Regions from separate parts of the Arachis hypogaea genome. Here region 1 is linked to region 2. Evidence: chromatin contacts called from public Hi-C data. All regions are on one chromosome and are shown on one strand. Each heading gives the region's core, a stretch centred on a gene start, on an enhancer-like site or on the middle of the called end of the contact. The rest is flanking DNA. Distances are from core to core; before and after follow the strand shown. Region 1 has its middle 12 kb from the start of LOC112718620. Region 2 overlaps LOC112715955 (probable receptor-like protein kinase At1g80640).

Evidence for each region. Hi-C and Micro-C count contacts between places; a contact is called where the count stands out from the background.
Region 1: a contact with region 2 is called in a Hi-C map of leaf, with 5 times the contacts expected there. The contact joins two enhancer-like sites. A contact is called at or near these places in 3 of 8 Hi-C or Micro-C datasets (leaf and an unstated tissue).

The regions. Positions count from the first base shown.
Region 1 is chr10:93,352,872-93,356,667 of arahy.Tifrunner.gnm2.J5K5, forward strand. No RefSeq gene overlaps it. Among protein-coding and RNA genes, the nearest start is that of LOC112718620, 12 kb to the left of the region's middle. Within about 2 kb of position 1,925, at least 3 of the 3 cell types and tissues checked have open chromatin away from gene starts, as enhancers often do.
Region 2 is chr10:93,250,022-93,254,032 of arahy.Tifrunner.gnm2.J5K5, forward strand. It overlaps LOC112715955 (probable receptor-like protein kinase At1g80640), which reads left to right. Exons shown (of 9, transcript XM_025767800.2): 8 at 612-730; 9 at 826-1,147. The coding sequence ends at 1,041. Among protein-coding and RNA genes, the nearest start is that of LOC112715955, 4.6 kb to the left of the region's middle. Within about 2 kb of position 2,185, at least 3 of the 3 cell types and tissues checked have open chromatin away from gene starts, as enhancers often do.

The DNA of each region.
Region 1 (3,796 bases), core at 675-3,174, 100 kb after region 2:
ACCATAAAGTTTCGATTTCCATCTTTAAATTTATCACCTTTCTATGTTTTTTTTTTTAGTATTTTTTATTTTGACAAGGCTAATAATTAATTTGTTGCATATTAGAACTCTGTTTTTTTTTTCTTGGTTTTTGTAAGAGCTTCGTTTAAGGACAAAAAATTGATTAAAAGCCTCTACCAAATTGATGAATTTAACCCTTACAATAGCAAAGAGGGAAGTGAGGACTACAACGATACAATTAGGGATGAGAAAAGGCCAGTGACTTGCTAGGGACATGTAGTTAGGGTGAACGCGGATCGGATCTAATATTCGTAGTTTTTAAGATTGGATTCGATCTGCACATTTGTGAATCGGATCGGATTGGATATCGGATATATCCGCAAAGTACAAAAATATTTTTAAAAGTTTATTTTTATTAAAAAATATCAATAAAATTTATTTTTTCTATTCTTTTAAATAAATTGATTTTTAAAATAATATTAAACATACTTTTCATAAATAATAAATTTAAAGTAATACAACATATATGATAATTATTAGTTGAAATAAAACATAAAAAGAATATTTACTTATTTATTTCTTTATTTTTGCGGATACGTAGATATGCGGATACCAACACAAAATCCGCAATCCGATCCGATTAGTGTGTGGATCCGATCCGATCCGAAAGCCCTGCAGATCAGATCCATATCCGCAATTTTCGGATTGGATTCGGATAAACACCGCGGATATGCGGATCGGATCCGATCCATGAACACTTGTACCTGTAGCCTGGTCTGTGTTTAGCCTGACCTGTTATAAAATAGGCACGTGCTCAAGTTCTTGTAAAAGCCTGAATATATCAATAGGTTAAGTTCGGACTCACTAATTAGTTTTATTGACCTATCAGGCCTGCTTGAGCCTATTAAAACATAATTAAATATATAAATAATTTTTTTATTATTAACAAAATTATGAGATATTTTAAATTTATTATATTTTATTATAAATACTTTTGTATGTTTTAAATATTTTAAAAGTTTAAAATTTTTTATAAATTTAAATATGACATATTATATATAAATATTTTTATTTAAAAATAATTTTTTTTAAATAATATTTTATTTTTATTAAAAATATTATCAAGCCTTTTAACAAGCTTCAGGTCAGGCTTAGTACTTTAAAAAAGCCTATAGTTACATGACAGATCAGACCTGTTAAGAAAAAAACATGGCTTGGCTGGTCTGGCTGGCTTGTTTTCACTCCTAAGTATTAATAAGGGTGGAAAAAGACCAAATGACTTGTTAGGGACCTGTAGCTTGACACGTGTTTAGTCTGGTCTGGTCTATTATAAAATAGGCACAAGGTCGGATTCTTATAAAAAGCTTAATATATTAATAGATTAGACCCAGATTTACTAATTAGTCTTATTAACTTGTCAGACCTCTTTGGTCCTATTAAAATATAATTAAATATATAAATAATTTTTTTATTATTAATAAAATTATAAGATATTTTAAATTTATTATATTTTATTATAAATATTTAAATATTTAAAAAATTTATAATTATTAAATATGATATATTATATATAAATATTTTTATTAAAATATAATTTTTTAAAATAATATTTTTATTTTTATAAAAAAATTTATTAGACCAGATTGACAAATCAGATTTAATATTTTAAAAAAAATTATAATAGAGTGCAGATCAAATTGAACTATCGAAGCCAATTAACCACATGACAGGATGGTTAAGAACAAAGGCTGGCGGCTGGCCTAGTCTGTACAGAGAATCCCTCTTTCTGGGCCAAATATAGGGCTTGGTCGAGCACTCTAAAGTTCATTCTTTTTTTTTCTTTTTTGCAGTATGGGCCTTTAAGAATATCTACACGACCAAAAGAGGGGAAAAAACACACTGACACACCTACCCGAAGCCCCTAGGAGAAAACCCATTAACATAGTTACATAACTGCCACGCTGTGTCTCTAATCTTCCCATACCCAAAAAAAAGGTCTTCTAAACTTGTAAATTTATTTAAGAATGCACCAAGCTTCATGGGAGTTAATGATTAATTTTATGTTGAGAGAATATAAAATGTTAATAATTTCATTGACATATTCTTTTGGGTCTTAGTACACAACACACCCACAAGTGTGCCACTGAACCAGGCGTCCAACCACAATTTCATTGACCTTAAGAATTGTAGAATTAATTCATGAGGTACCCAAATGATGGCACTTTGGACAACCCACATGGGTTTGGGACCACAATTTTCTTACCCCAATGTGCCAAGCCCGTTAGATTTAACACTACAAGATGCCGCAACTCATAAATACTGTTCAGTGTTCACCATAAACGTTTGATATAAACCCAAAAGGTTGTTACTCATGCTCACATGTGACCTTGACCATACGACCAAAAACATATTCAGTGGCACGTGTAGTCTTCTCGATGACCGGTTAAAAAGATGTTTAGAATATTCCAATTCATAATGTCTAGGTTCTTAAATCCTAGCATTAAACTAAGGTGGCACATGAATCAGATAATATATATAGTACTTATTCACATTTGATCGAAATTTTATGGATATTATCCGATCTACAGAGTTATTGGATCCGATCAAATCTGATCCGCACTATAGTAGGATCGGATTGTGGATTTGACAGTGATATCCGCAGATCCGATTCGCAAATCCACATATCTGCACGTCTCTTATAAATAGCATAGTTTAAGAAAATAAATCATAATGTGATATAAATTTTAGTGTGTTGTTTTATTACATCTTGTTTTTAATTTTTTATGTTGTATTTCAACTTAGAATAATTAAACTTAGATCTTGTATTATTATTTTTTTGTTATTCAAAAAAACTTTTATTGATAATATTTTAAGAGTAAATAGGCTTAAACAGGTGAAAAAATAAATTTTCTGAACATTTTATTGTAAAAACAATCAAACATAATCCTAAAATATTTTTTTTGAATTATACGAATATATCCGATATTTGATCCGATCTGATTCACATGTATGCGGATAAAATCGGATTGAATCCGACCTGAAAAAATACGAATATCATATCCGATCCGATCCGATGAATGCAGTGCAGATCGAATAGAATTATAAGCTATATCCGATTCGATCTGATCCGCGTGCAGCCCTACATTAAACTTCACTATGATGGGGCCTGAAATTGCTGTTACTTTGTTATGGTAATTATTGGTCTATTAATCCTAAACCCACCCTAACAACGATGCTTAAATGTTGGGTAGTACTTTATTAAGTACTTGTTTCACTGTAGTAATTAACGATAATAGTAGCTTAATTTCATTAGTTGCAGCGTTCAATTAAAGGACCTTGCTTGCTTCTCAATATATCCTCCACTATCACATGAACGTAAACATGTGTCCCAAAATTTGAGATATATTTATAATTAATTTTCTAGTATTTAGTGTTTTAATTACTGATTAATCAAATTAATCACGACGTATAGAGCCCGTTTGGAGAACTGAGACGCGTGGTCAACTAATTAATCAGGTCAAACAAGGTACTCACTCATCAGCATGCACTTCCAATTCGTATAAACCATTAAATTAAACAACTCCTCATGCGTTTACTTTGACCACTATTAGTCCTCTCTCTCTCTCTGTTTACTGTATATAATAAATTATGCTAAATAACCAATAATTTTTTTGAATCATATGAATAATTATCAATCAAATTAAAATATATTACATATTTAAATTATCCATTTAAATCTTAATATTAAAATAATTATTTACACACTTAGTAAAATAAACATCTAATATATCTATTA
Region 2 (4,011 bases), core at 935-3,434:
ACTTCATCTAAAAATCTCATGAACAAAATTGAAAACATTTAGAGATAGTTTTAACATAAATAAAAAAAATTAATGACAAAATTGAATGAATCGAAAATATTAGGACAAAATTGAATTAAATTAACAGTTAAGTGTATTTTTGAAAAACATCACAAAAATTAGAGATAAAAAACATACTTTACCCATTATATTAAATGTCTCTTTCCATTTTTATTTTTGTTGCAAATTAAGTGTCATTTTCTAATTCCATGAAGTCATTAATTCACTTTTACATATTATATTCTCTATTTAATATAAAAAGAGAAACTTAGAAGAGTAAAGAATTAGTAGAGAGAGAGAAAAAAATACTAGGAGTATTTTTGTCTTTCTTTTTTAATTGTTTATATTTTTAATAAAATTTAATGATTGTGTTAATACCTGCATAAAACTAAAAAGAGACAGACTAATATAAAACAGAGAGAGTAAGAACTATATTTCACTCAAATTTTAAGTCTTCATTTATTAAATCTTATATTAATGATTTAGATTTAAATGAGTGATTTTATAAAAATAAAAAAAATTGTTAATTTATTTGTTAGTTCTAATAGCAAGTGATATTTATGTATTGATAGGGAAATTGACAGATAAAAGCGATGTGTATGCATTTGGGGTTGTACTTCTTGAACTTCTGTTAGGAAGGAAGCCTGTGGAGAAACTGGCACCAGCTCAATGCCAATCTATTGTCACATGGGTATGTTATGTATGCTACCTGCTTTTATTCATTTAATTTATTAACCCCACACACCGCGCGTACGCGTATACATAACCATATGAATGAATTTATAGGCGATGCCGGCACTCACAGACAGATCCAAACTTAGGAACATTGTGGATCCAGTGATCAAAGATACAATGGATGTCAAGCACTTATACCAGGTTGCTGCTGTTGCTGTTCTCTGTGTTCAGCCTGAGCCAAGTTACCGTCCTCTAATCACTGATGTTCTTCATTCACTTGTCCCTCTTGTTCCCATTCATCTTGGAGGAACACTCAGATCTCATTGAATTCAACCACATTTTGCTTTCTTAATAACAGATTAATGTATACATTGTATATATAAATATACAAAGAGATAAAAGGTTCTGTTGATATAAATGAACGATTCCATCACATTTATTGCGAGAATGCTTCAATTATATGAACTCATTGGCAACCGACACAGCAAATAAGTGTGTTGTTACATGTTAGCGTCATAATTAAGTTAAACTAACAAACCGTATTTTTCTCCGAAGCTTCTTCTTAAAGAAAGTACTTTATAGTTTATCACGGATTAGCAATATTACAAGTTAAGAGGAACCATTATTTATCGAAATGGATATCCTTAATGTTTTCATTGTCATGTGTTTGCGGCTACAATCACAAATATATATCAGGAGATTGTGATATTAGAATTTAGAAGGATGCATGAGTAAACCCTTTTTCCTTAATTTAAATTTCAGATAAAGTATATTTTTTATCTTTAAAATTTGTTAAAATTTTTAAAAATATTCTTAATTTTTATTTTATTTCAGTTTTATTTTTATAATTTTTTATTTACATCAAATATATTCATAATAGCTAAATTTTTAAAAAATTTAAAACTAATTTAGCAAAAATATATGACAATTATATTTAATTTGCTTATGTTAAAGGTTGTTGTTATGAAATTGTTGCTGATTTAATCTTAAAATTTTTGAAAAATTAGCCGTTAGGAATATATTTAATGTAAATCGAAAATTTTTAAAAAATAATTGAAACAAAATAAAACTTTTGAGATATTTTTAAAATTTTAAACCAATTTTAAAATAAAAAATATATCTTACCCTTAAATTTTTAATTTTTATTTTTAGAGTACATAATAGACAAACTATCAATTATTTTGATGAATTTTTTTGTTATAATGACTTGGCTATTTACATTTTTTGTCAGAATTTATATAAATCCGAGTTTCTGGACATGACGTAAATTCTCTATTTTATATATATATATATTTTTTTTTTGTCAGAGACATAATTCTTACGGTGCAAAGTATTCATCAAAATGCCTGTTTCGATTTTTTTTCAGGGTCCAAATTGGGCCACAAAATGTTGGTGTTCATCTTTAACTTCTTGTAACAAAACGTTTCTCATTTTTATTTTCTAGGTTTTTGATGTGGCTGCAACTCTTATTCCTTCTGTATACTCCGCATGAGAAGCCCACTTACAATGTATAGAAGGCCATTTGGTTAATGTAGGATTGAGTCAATATTTTTTTATTTATATACATAATAGGATTCCTCGAGAAATAATTTCCTAACAATGTTTTTTTTTTTTGGAAAAGGGTTTTTTTTTTATATGATTGATGACTAAACTCAAAAGACATACCTTGACCCAAAAAAAAAAAAAAAACTCAAAAGACATACAAAATTGTATTCAAAACAGCATTCATGGTCATCTGGGATTGGAAAGGGAAGTTTATTTTAGGCTCTGCAACAAAGATCAGAACAAATTCCAGTTTAGCTGAGGAAGCTTAAGGTTGTATTTGTTTTTAAGGATTGGGACTAAGACTAAAAAAATTGTGACCAAGTATTGTATTTATTGATTAGAAATTAGAACTAAAATTTTAATTTTGAGATACAACATTTCAATTTTTTTAGGTAACGTTTGGTTTGAGAGACATAAAGACTAAGACATAGATACAGTGGTATACGTTCATTGTTTATTTATTGAGACACGAATTTTTAACAGACACGGATGGACACGCAAGTATACAAATACACAAAATTTGTGTACTGAATCAAAGGGTGGAGCACAAATTTTTTGACATAGACACAAATTTTTTTCATTCTTTTCAATTATACTCTTTATAGATCTTCTTTCTCCTTCTATTTTTTATTTTTATCTCTCTTTGTATCAAATCTTCTTCCTTTCCTTCTTCACACCCAAAAATATTATTGTTGAGTTATTGTAATGGTATGGTTAATTATGAATATGAAATAATTATTTTTTATAAATTTATTGAAATTTTACAGTACTCTGATTTGCGTATTTAAAACTAGTCTTACCACAGATATATACGCTTAAATAACTTTGCATAAAAACTTATTTTCTTAATTCTAGTCATTAGCAATTTTTACAGGTTTTATTATAGCTTGATTAAAAAATACATGGGGCCTACTATTTCTGAAACCACAATTTTTTCATATTTTCATAAAACTACTGTCTCAACACACATTTTTATGTTGTACAAGTGTCATATTTTTATACAAGATACGTAGTCTTTATACATGTAGAAAAGATCTTTTATCTACACAGTAGCACTGTCATTTTCTTTATTTTCTTGTCTTTATCCCAAGCTAGATAAAGAAGATTTTTTCTTGGAATTGGTTCTTTAAGTCGGGAGTTCTCTTTCATATTAATGTACTTTTTTGCCTGTTCTTGTACTTCATACGAGGAGGTCAAATGTCACTTTGATATGGATTGAGAGAACGACCCTTCTTTGAGACTATTAATTAACCCCATTCTTACTGCTTCTAGAGATAAATTCTAAATTTCCAAACAAGCTTTGTTAAATCTTTCTATATAAGCTCAGAGTGTTTTCCCAACCTCTTGTTTGACCCCTAGGAGATTTGGAGCATGCTTGATTTTATCTTTTTGAATGGATAATCGGGTGAGAAAATTCATTGCGAGATTGTTGAAACAAGTCACCGACCTAGATGGTAAACTATCAAACCACTTCATTGCCGTTTTAGTTAATATTGTTGGGAAAGCTTTACAACGTGTTGCATTGGACACATCAGCCAAATACGTCCGACTTTTAAAATTATTGAGATGATGTCTTAGGTCAGTTGTTTCATCGTAGAGGTTTATGTTGGGGCTTTTAAAATTCCTTAGAACCCTAACCTGCATGATCTCTTCTATGAATGGATCTTCTCCACCAAAAAGACTTTCCTCCCAATCTGCACGACCGTTCTAATTTCACAGGTCGGCGTCTAATTTCAAAAGTTTTTCTTCTAG